2 separate regions of the Mus musculus genome follow, and region 2 is linked to region 1. Evidence: chromatin contacts called from public HiChIP or PLAC-seq data. All regions are on one chromosome and are shown on one strand. Each heading gives the region's core, a stretch centred on a gene start, on an enhancer-like site or on the middle of the called end of the contact. The rest is flanking DNA. Distances are from core to core; before and after follow the strand shown.

Region 1 (5,275 bases), core at 1,837-4,336:
GCCCAGAAAGTGAGGTAGAGATGCTTGCACTCTTAGTTCTCTGTCATTTGTGATGAGGGCTGAAGACGCAGTCAGTCCCCTCAACTCATTTCTCTGAGAGCACACAAAGTCCTACTGTCCTAGCTGCATGGTTAGGAATCAGGTGTGGCAGGAGTAAAGGTTTCCTGGATATGGGACGTTGACCAATATATGCATCACATGGTCTCTCCCTGTCACTGAGCTTTGACACTACTAAGCTGGTGTGTTTTGTCTGTATGCCACCTCACTTTGTTACTTTACTCCTCACACCATAGGTAGTCTAAAGGTCCCATTGTGCAATGGTATTTCTTTCCATACACCCTGGGTAGTGCAGATCATTCTTTTGTATCCTCGGGGCTCTTCTTGGATTTTGTCTCTGTTTTATGAGTGGTATGAACCTAAGATCTGCCCTGTACCTCTGTTCTTAAATGATCCTCTAGCTATTTCCTTTCTTACTCAGCCATCTGGTTTACTTGATGACATCAGTTGTTTTCAGATGACTTCAGGAGGCCTACATTGGGCTCCTGCCCCTTTCTTGACAACAGAATCACTACTGAACACCATGTTGGTAAAATGCACTAAAGATAACCTCAAAGTCACCAAAATGCTTTGGTGTCACATTTAGGAATTAAAAATTCAACTCTCCTCCCTTGCTAATGCTTGGCTGATTAGTGAGCCCAAGTCTGAGTCTTTCACTTCCCTGAGTCTGTCCTGTATCTTCTGTCTGTCCCCAACAAGAGTGTCCCCACTCTGTATGTATTGAGCAGAGCAGAAAGCATAGTATGAGAAATGAGAAATTCTCTACAGAAATCTTCAACAGAGTTTTACATGGTATTAAGTTATTGATTCTAACTGACCTAGAAATACTCAGTACTAACAAGAAAACTTTATCAAGCTATATCCACAGGTTGATTCCAATGATTGTGGATATTTGTTGTATAAGGTTGCTTCCAGGCCATTTGCTAATTTCAGCAAATGATTACCACAACACACACACACACACACACACACACACACACACACACACACACACAACTCTGGATCAGGGCCATGGAAGAGTATATAACTTAAGATTAAAGTTATGTATTAGTGTAGGTTGTGAGAGGGCACACTACTTGGGAAACTGAGGCAAGTAAAGTTGCTTGTTACATTGTTCTCTTAAAGGCAAGTTAAACTTCAAAAGGCTGGTTACAAAGTAGGATGGAAGATTATGTCTTCGATGATCCCAGAATCTATTAACTCAGTTGTGAGGTCCAGGAAAGACCAGCCTCTTTAATGTAAGAGGTATTTGCATAACACTGTTTTATGACAGAATAGAGGCAAAGAGATAGCCTTTAGTGTGTTAGCAACTGGAGGTGATTACCATTATCTCCTCAAGTCCCTATTACCAGCTGGAATACCAAGGACATTATTCCCCTACCCTCATCTACATGTGGAAACCATACCCTCTCGTGTCAGATGCTATTTAGAGTCAGGTCTTGGGTTTCATTGGCTCTCCTCAAAAAAAAATTTTTTTTTGTCTTATAAAATGGTCCTGGGGAGCTCTGCACACCTCTGCCCTAGGGAGACCCTAGAGAACTTCCCATTTGCCGTGGGAGCAGCTCTCTCCAAATCCTCCCTGGGGATCTGAGACTTCTAAGCCTTTACAGGAATAAATGTTTGTTGACTGACTCCAAGGTTGTAATGTTTCTCCACAGCAGCTCCAGCGGACCACTGACAGCTGTAGCAGTGTGCCCTCCCCATTCTAATCTCACTTGGAAAAACAGCTCTAAAAACAGCTCCTGCTAGGCATCAGCCTCATTTTGGGGGGCTGAAGGGAAGCGATAAGGCCACAGGACGTGGGCACAGAGAAGGAACCAGGAAGATAAGGGCCCAGCCATTTTGGGGTCCCAACTAGTAGGAGACACTGCTAGGAACTTGGTTTAGTGGAGCCTGCAGGTGAGATACTTCTTCTAGGGTCCCTCACTCTGGTCAAACCTCTCAGCTATTCTCAGGGAAAGCAGAAATGGAAAGGAAGGGCATGAGGGGGTGCTGGGAATGGGGAAGGCATGCAGAGAGGAAAAGGGCTTACCCTAGGACCTGCTCACATCTGGGTGTCCTGGACCTCCCTGGGTGGCCGAATGTCACGCCCATCTGGGCAGGACGATTCCAGTTCCTGGTCCTTTAGCCCTTGAAACAGGAATATTGGCCACACAGGCTTTATAGGTCCCTCCAGGAAAATCGGTTTCTGAAGCAGGCTGACTGGAAGGAGCCTTCGAGTTTGGATCAGATGGCCCGGATCTGAGTAAAAAAGTATGCTCAGAAGAGAACAGAGGCACACATTACAAACATGCACTTGTGACCATGGGACCTGAGAAAGGTGGCAGAGAATCAGGACCCATCAAAGGGGTATTGGAACTTTAGTGCCTAAGGTGCTCACGGAGTGAGGAGGGAAGAGTGCCTGAGCAAACTGGTCAGGGCAAGGACGAGACTTGCTGTGACCTGGCTAGGAACGCAGGTGGGCCACCTCCACAGCACCGGGAGGTGCGTCCCACTTGCTTTGTCTCCGAGCGGAACTGGAGTTGGAAAATCTTGCTCGCAGGTTGGTTGTTCAGGGACAAGGGAGCAGGGTCGGAGAGTCATACAACATCGAAGGGAGAACTGGGGAGACCCGGGTGAGCCTTGGGAGCTCCGCACAGATCCACATGCGCTCGCCACTTCACTCTCTTCCCGGGATCTGTTTCTGACAACCTTGCTGAAACCAGTTGTTGGGAGACTCATGCAGGCGCTGGCCGAGGAGAGCGAACAGGGACGGAGACTTGGACTGCTCCCTCCTGGAAACCAACTGTCCCTCCGGTCTGCAACGCGTCCAACCTGGAGATACACTGATCCCACGTGGCCGAGACTCTATAACCTTGCAAAGACACCTGCCAAACTCCTTGCCTGCCTAGGCTCAGTGGCCTCTGGCTCCCCGAAGTCATCCTAGTCCCCAAGTGGTGCAGGGGCGCTGCCCAGCCCGTCCTCCGCCCACCCTGGGCGGAACAGAGGCGGAGCCAGTGCCAGTGGGCGCCCCCGACGGCGGGCGGGGCTAGGCGGACCGACCCGGAGGCCCGATAAGAGCTCAAGGCTGAGACCTGCCAGAGCTGTGAAGCGCGACTGGAGGCTTACAGGACCTCAAAGCTGAAGTCTGACGCTGGAGGCAGGTAAGGACCAAGATCGCTTCTTACGTATCCTGGGCAGTGGCATCTTCACTGCTCCACTGACTCTGGACAGCCGTCCGGCGGAGCGAGGGGCAGAAACCATAGCCGACGGGGTTCAAAGTTGTCCACAGCCAGGGTTTTGGAGAGCAGCTCCTTCCATACAGAACTAAGGGGTGTGCACTCAGTGCCTGTTCTCGGAGCATAGGATTCCACAGAGCCCAGACTCAAGACCTGGTTCATAGGAGGTTGTTGCTTCCTAGGGGGACATGGCTGTTTGTGGCTGAGGCTGAGCATCACAGACCCTCCCTCGGCGATGGGCCCTTGGGGTTATTTTCACAACATGCCAAAAAGCTCCATCTCCGTTCTCCGTTTTGTTTATTTGTTGTGTTGTGTTTTTGTCTTTTCTGTAAGCCGGGGCTGAACTCAGGTTGTGGGGAGAAAGCAGAGAATCTTGGTTTATGAGCCACCTGTTTCCTGATCCAGCCGGTGAAGAAAGATGTTTTCTCAGGGGCCATTTTGCTGTCTGTGCCTAAACCTCGCCTCTGAGCTGTCAGTTGAGGAGTAGGGTGGGGCAGGCAGGTACCTCTGTACCTGTGTCTGTGAGAGAGCTGGGGAGGCAGCCTGGGACCAGGTCCTTTGCTCAGCATCTTGCCGTCTCTCAAGCAACGTAGGGAGCTCTCCTACCTGCTCCCTAGCAGCTGCCACCCTCTAGCCCATCTTTGACACATGTGAGGAATTTGCATTTGGGTTTGTCACCAGGGTAAAGAGGCCACAGAGAAGTGGTGCATAAAATAACTTCTGTCAGGAGTTTTTGTTTAGGGATGCAGAGGAAAGTCACCCCATTAGAGCAGTCACCCACATGTCAGGCTTCTATCAGTGTGCTTGTCTGAGTTCAGTGGAAACAGGCTGTCACTGGGTGAGAGTGCTGCTGCCTCCCTTATGCCCCATGGCCCTGGCTCTGCAGAAGCATAAGGCAGGGTTGCTCTGGGAGTGCTGCTAGTGTAGCAGTGGCCTGATCCTTCCCCTGGTGACATTCTGGTAACTCTCTGTCAGCTCAAAGGCCTGTGAAGCCATGGTCATGGGCAGGGTGGTTTGTATGCACTTTCCTTGGAGAAACCAATGTCCCGTTTGTTTTAAACTTTTCGTTATGGTAGCTGATTTTGGTTATATTCACTTTGCTTTTTGTTGTACTACTAAGTATTAAAAAAAAGCTACACATCCTTGCAAAGACTGAAGTGAGTGGTATGCTGTTGGCAGGGGGTAAAGTTGCCCCCATCCCGCTCCGGGAATGTGGGTAAGCAATGCAGGCAGCATCTGAGATTGCTATTAGGAAGCAAATAGAAGTCACACAAGCCGGCGTTAATGTGAATGAGGGCTTTGGCAGGAAAGAGGATGTGTCTATTTCTAGTCTCCATAGCCAATCTCTCCAGTCTCTGTGAACCCCTTCCCTCCCTGCCCCTGCACATCCCTTAGCTATCTTTTATCCTAGCCATGGAATTTCAGGTGCTTGGACTACCTCAGGTCTCTGTGTTCAACCCAAGTACCCTCTAGACATGTCTACTGAATCTGCGCATTGCTGTATGGATTTGTTTTGTTTTATTTATGTTGGTTGAAGTCGAAGAAGAAGGAAACAGACTTCCTCGGGCTCCCGTCTACCCATGAGTAAAAGCAAATGCTCCGTGGGACCAATGTCTTCTGTGGTGGCCCCGGCTAAAGAGCCCAATGCTGTGGGCCCCAGAGAGGTGGAGCTCATCTTGGTCAAGGAGCAGAATGGAGTGCAGCTGACCAACTCCACCCTCATCAACCCACCGCAGACACCAGTGGAGGTTCAAGAGCGGGAGACCTGGAGCAAGAAAATCGATTTCCTGCTCTCAGTCATCGGCTTCGCTGTGGACCTGGCCAATGTCTGGAGGTTTCCCTACCTGTGCTACAAAAATGGTGGAGGTGAGTGTGGCCTGGCCTCCTGTGCTTTCTGAGGGTGGGGCCATGACAGGGGACTCAGGGGTGCAGTGGAGGCCATGGGAACCATGGTACAGTGGGGGCTGTGATCTTAAGAAATGCTCACAGCAAAGGCTGAG
Region 2 (5,275 bases), core at 2,042-4,541, 190 kb before region 1:
AGGTTAACTGTGGACTTTGGATGCTGATACCTTCCTGTGGTAGCCCTGTGCTTCTTGTCTCTACAGGGACAGTCCCTAATAGGACAAGAGTTTGAAGCTGGGTCTTACACCTATAAACCCAAAGAATACAGGGCAAAACAGTGCAGCAGCAAAGTCAAAAAAAAAAAAAAAAAAAAGCCAGACTGTCTGGACCCTCGCATGAAGGCTAACTTCCATTTCCCCTTCCTGAAAGGTAGAATCAAGTCAGGCTAAAGGCAATGTTTCCCTTCTCAAGGTTGCTAGTGAACTGAAGCCCATGTTTTACTTTGGTCTGGTTTTCTCTGTCCTTGCTGCTCTCAGTTCCTTGCTGTTGCTTACTGTAGACAGCCCGGTCCCCATGGGCACAAAGGTAATTCCCCAGAGCTTAAAGTATGTTCCTTTAGCATTAGATCCAAAGGAATTCGCCCACTTTCACTTTTTTTATTATTATACATAAATACTGTAGCTGACTTCAGACCAGAAGAGGGCGTCAGATCTCATTACGGTTGGTTGTGAGCCACCATGTGGTTGCTGGGATTTGAACTCAGGACCTTCGGAAGAGCAGATTTATTTATTTATTTTATAATAAATGAGTACAATGTAGCTATCTTCAGACACACCAGAAGACGGTATGGGAGCCCGTTACAGATGGTTGTGAGCCGCCATGTGGCTGCTAAGAATTGATCTCTGGTCCTCTGGAAGATCAGTCAGTGTTCTTAACTGCTGAGCCTCTCTCCAGATCCTCACTTTTCCTTTTAATTTGAGTGGCCATTTTAAACAAAAATTGGCCATTTAAGTAAATAGTCTCTCTTGTCTGAAGCTGACAGCCTCACAGTTCGAGGGTTGTTGTTCTTAAATGTTTTAATGTCCCTTCTAGCCCACCACACCAGAGGTAGTGGGAAGGAAAGATTAATAGGGCAAAGAAGAACCTGTTTAGAAATAGTTCTTTGGAGCAAATCCAATCTGCATTGTCAGGACATCAGCAGTACAGCTCACAGGAATCGGCAGCTCAATCCAATCTTTCAATCAGGCATCTTTCAAATGGTCTTGTATCTCCGTGTGGGTTGCCCATCCTCTGGACTAGAGAAACCAAGGAGACCAGACAGTAGACTCTAACCAGTGCAAATTCTGCAAAGAGGAACACAGATGGACGGACATGTTCCCTTATCTTTAAAGAAGCAGCATGGTTAATCAGAGCCTGACTCATCCTAGCAGAGGGCTTAACTGGTAAAGGAAAGACTGAAGGAAGCATAGCTCCTCCCAATTCCAAACAACCCCTGGGGACAATATCTTCAAGTCTTCTTAAACACCCAGCAGTAAAGTATAGCAATAAAATACAAAATAAAAACTAAACTAAACTTCAAAAGAGACAATAATTTAGGACACGTACAGGCCTTCCTATTAAATCCTGTGTATGGTCTACTGACACACAAGATAGGACAAACACAACCACTCCAGGTATAATACAAAGATAGGTTCTATTTATCTTTACATTTGCCTACAGATATGGCAGTATGTCATGTGAGGGCAATGCCCTTGGAGGCCAGAAGAGGGTGCCAGATCCCTGGAACTGGAGTTCGAGATGGTTATGAGCTGCCACGTGGGTACTGAACTAAGCCCTGGTCCTTTGGAAGTGCTCCTAACCACTGAACGATCTCTCTAGCCACCCCTCAAGATAGGCTTTACTTATATAAGCCTATTGATGTAGATTTATCTAAATCGGTAACAATAACCTTACTTAATTCTGTCTTTCTCACGACTTTTTCATCTGACATTTTCAGTATTCAGTGGTTAAAATCTTATCCTATCTTCCTTTTAATCTGCTCTGTCATCGGTATGATTTTGTTGTTGCTTTACAATCCAAGGGATCAGACCTTGAAGAGGAATCTCCTGGAACAAATATGGCCCTGGTTCTCCTGACTTTCGCCCTCTCTGGGACCATCAACAGTTAGAACCTTGTTATTCTCACTTTAAACTCTGTGTTTCGATCTTGTAAAGTCTGTATCTTCTAGAATATGTAACACCCTATTTGTTGCTTCTTGCTACCAAAATTATAGTCTATCCTGTGCAGATAGCTCCTTTGAGCTTGATACAATATGTAGGACTCCATTTTCTTAGGTGGGTTTCTTCTCTGCCCGATCTGGGGAACCCGACCTCTGACCCACAATCTTCTACCTGAAGAATGTCACATAGTCCTCCCTCCCCCACCCTTGCCCCAACCCCAAACTTGCCCTGCACATATCTGGAATTCCTGGAATGCCTTTCCACACAAAGGAGACATTCACAGTACTTTAAACTCCAATGAAACTTAACCCTAAGAAGAACCCCTTCCCACTATCCAGGGGTGTATGCATGCAAACCCACCCCAAATAAAGGAATACTCACAAACTAAGATTGTCTAAGAGAGCTGTTCCATTAAAATCCGGGGAGATGTCTCCCTTTGTGATTTCTTTTTGTTTCTACTTCCATTTTTAGATCCTGGATGGTTTTGTTTAATTCCTTCATCTGTTCAGTTGTGTTTTCCTGAAATTCTTTAAGGGATTTTTGTTTCCTCTTTAAAGCTTCTATTTGTTTACTTGTGTTCTCCTGTACTTCTTTAAGGGAGTTATTTATGTCCTTCTTAAAATCCTCTATCAGCATAATGAGATGTGATTTTTAAATCCATATCTTGCTTTTCCGGTGTGTTGAGGTATCCAGGACTTGCTGTGATGGGAGAACTGGGGTCTGATGCCAAGTAGCCTTGGTTTCTGTTGGTAAGGTTCTTGCGCTTGCCTTTTGCCATCTGGTTATTTCTGGTGTTGGTCTTTCTGTCTCTGGCTGGAGCTTGTCCCTCCTGTGGGCCTGCAAGCCCTGTCAGCACTCCTGGGAGACCAGCTCTCTCTGGCGGAACCTGTGTAGAGAGGGCTGTGGAACAGCCTTAGCTCCAGGCTCAGATGGCGACCAGAAGGATTCTGTCCAAGAGGGGTGTTGGGGGGGGGGAGAACCAGAAAAGGGGATAACATTTGAAATGTAAATAAAGAAAATATCTAATAAAATCCCTGGAGAAGCCCCCTCTCGGCCCCCATTCCCACCCCGGCTCTGCCCCAGCTCTTTCCCTACAGACCTCACCTCTTCTGGCCTCTGCTTCCTTCCAGCCTGGTGTGTAGCAGTGCCTAGACACCATGAGGGAAGAAATAGAGTACACATACCACACCTATTACATGGGGATTCCAGTCGATCCCTGCTGTTGAAAATCCAACTACTCCTCCCCAACCACTGAAGGTAATCTGTGATCCCTTTAGGCAGGGACTAGCCCCTCCTCTTAACGTCATGGAAGTAGTTAAAAGATTAACTGACCATCACCCTTCTGCTCCCTGAAGAGATTTTTGGACCACACCTCTCAAGGAGAAATTAGGACCTGAGAACAGGGACTGAAATGAAACATTAAGGTTAATATATGAAATGTGGCAGCCTCAGAGGAACTGGCAGCCCTTAGCCTATCTGGGCTTCATTTAACCAAGGGAACATGCTTAGAAAAGCCCCGATAGACAAAATTAGGCAAAATGGATACTATGCAACAACACAGGTGAAATGGATATTATGTAACATAATGGTTCCTATCATGGGAGCTACAGCTTTGAGATGAGTTTAAGAGGACACCATTCAGCTTCATCTTTTTTTTTATGGTAAGTAGTCTATCAGGCATGCAAGGTATGGTAGGTGTCTATGATGAGGAGAGATTCCAACGCCAGGCCAAAAAGCCTGTCTACTTTCGAACTGTTGGTCAGTGTTGTCTAAGAGCCTCCTAAAACCTCATAGGCCATTTAAGAGGACACCATTCAGCTTCATCTTTTTTTTTTTATGGTAAGTAGTCTATCAGGCATGCAAGGTATGGTAGGTGTCTATGATGAGGAGAAATTCCAACGCCAGGCCAAAAAGCCTGTCTACTTTCGAACTGTTGGTCAGTGTTGTCTAAGAGCCTCCTAAAACCTCATAGGCCGTTGCTATTTCACTTGGCTGCCTGCCAGAGGTAGAAAGTAAGTCCCCATTCCTGGAGACACCGTGCACTTCAGACACAGGACTAAAAGCACCTGAGCTGGAACTGACCTGAAAGCCTCTTTTCTGAAAACTAAACTTCATGGTACCAGAAAGGCTCCATCCCAGCTTCTAAAGGAAGACAGCAAACAATAGTCTACCCAGCTATGACACCTGTGTACCACAGTTATGATCAGAGTGGCATGATAGCCCCAAAGGTACAGGAGTGGCATCCAAATCTTGACTCTAACTGTAGTGGTTTGAACAGGTTTGGCCCCCATAGACTCACGTATCTGAGCATGCTCGGCCCAGGGAGTGGCACTATTAGGAGGTGTGGCCTCGTTGGAGTAGGTGTGGCCTTGTTGGAGGAAGTGTGTCATTGTAGGGGTGGGATTTGATACCCCTCTCCTTGATGCCTGGAAGACAGTCTTCTTCCTGGCTGCCTTCAGATCAAGATGCAGAATTCTCAGCTCCTTCTCCAACACCATGTCTGCCTGGATGCTCCAATGTATTCTGGCATGATGATAATGGACTGAACCCTGAAACTGTAAGGCAGCCCCAATTAAATGTTGTCCCTTATAAGAGTTGCCTTGGTCATGGTGTCTGTTCACAACAATGAAATCCTAAGACAGTAACCAATAGCTCTCTAGTTAGACTTAGAACCCTTTGATCTCTGGTCCTCTGGAAGATCAGTCAGTGTTCTTAACTGCTGAGCCTCTTTCCAGATCCCCAATTTTACTTTTAATTTGAGTGGCCATTTTAAACAAAAATTGACCATTTAAGTAAATAGTCTCTCTTGTCTGTGACAGCCTCACAGTTCGAGGGTTGTTGTTCTTAAGGCTTGGCATAATAGGGTAGGAACCAGATATATTCATTTGGCCTCATATGCTAAGGTACATGTACTCACACACACATGCACATACACCACACTCATACAAAAATATGAGAAATAGAACAATAAACAGAAACAGCATGGAAACCAATGAAATGTAGAACAACAGAGAAATCCTTCTAAGAGCAGTAAACTGAAAGACACCAGCACTGAAGTCAAATACAGCCTGTGTCAACTGGGGTGTGATCCTTAGGCCAAGCTTATTCAAACCATCATAAGACTACAGGGAATTTTCTTAGTTAGTGATTAAGAGAGAGGACCTAGCCCACTTTGGGTGGTGCCATCCCTGGGCTTGTGATCTTGGGTTCTTTAAGAAAGCAGGTGACCTGGGGTTATCGTGACAGGTCCTGC

Evidence for each region. HiChIP or PLAC-seq counts read pairs in DNA pulled down with a chosen protein or histone mark.
Region 2: a contact with region 1 is called in an H3K4me3 HiChIP or PLAC-seq map of embryonic stem cells, with 13 read pairs. The contact joins the promoter of Eprn here to the promoter of Slc6a3 in region 1. A contact is called at or near these places in 2 of 39 promoter capture datasets (the C10 cell line and hematopoietic stem and progenitor cells), 2 of 115 datasets of contacts at active chromatin or transcription factors (both in embryonic stem cells) and 2 of 9 other capture datasets (adipose tissue and liver).

Annotation. Positions count from the first base shown.
Region 1 is chr13:73,533,661-73,538,935 of GRCm38.p6, forward strand. Slc6a3 (solute carrier family 6 (neurotransmitter transporter, dopamine), member 3) reads left to right here and starts at 3,087. Exons shown (of 15, transcript NM_010020.3): 1 at 3,087-3,200; 2 at 4,813-5,141. The coding sequence starts at 4,856.
Region 2 is chr13:73,344,093-73,349,367 of GRCm38.p6, forward strand. Eprn (ephemeron, early developmental lncRNA) reads right to left here and starts at 3,292. Exons shown (of 3, transcript NR_045293.1): 1 at 3,127-3,292; 2 at 2,404-2,969; 3 at 573-1,146.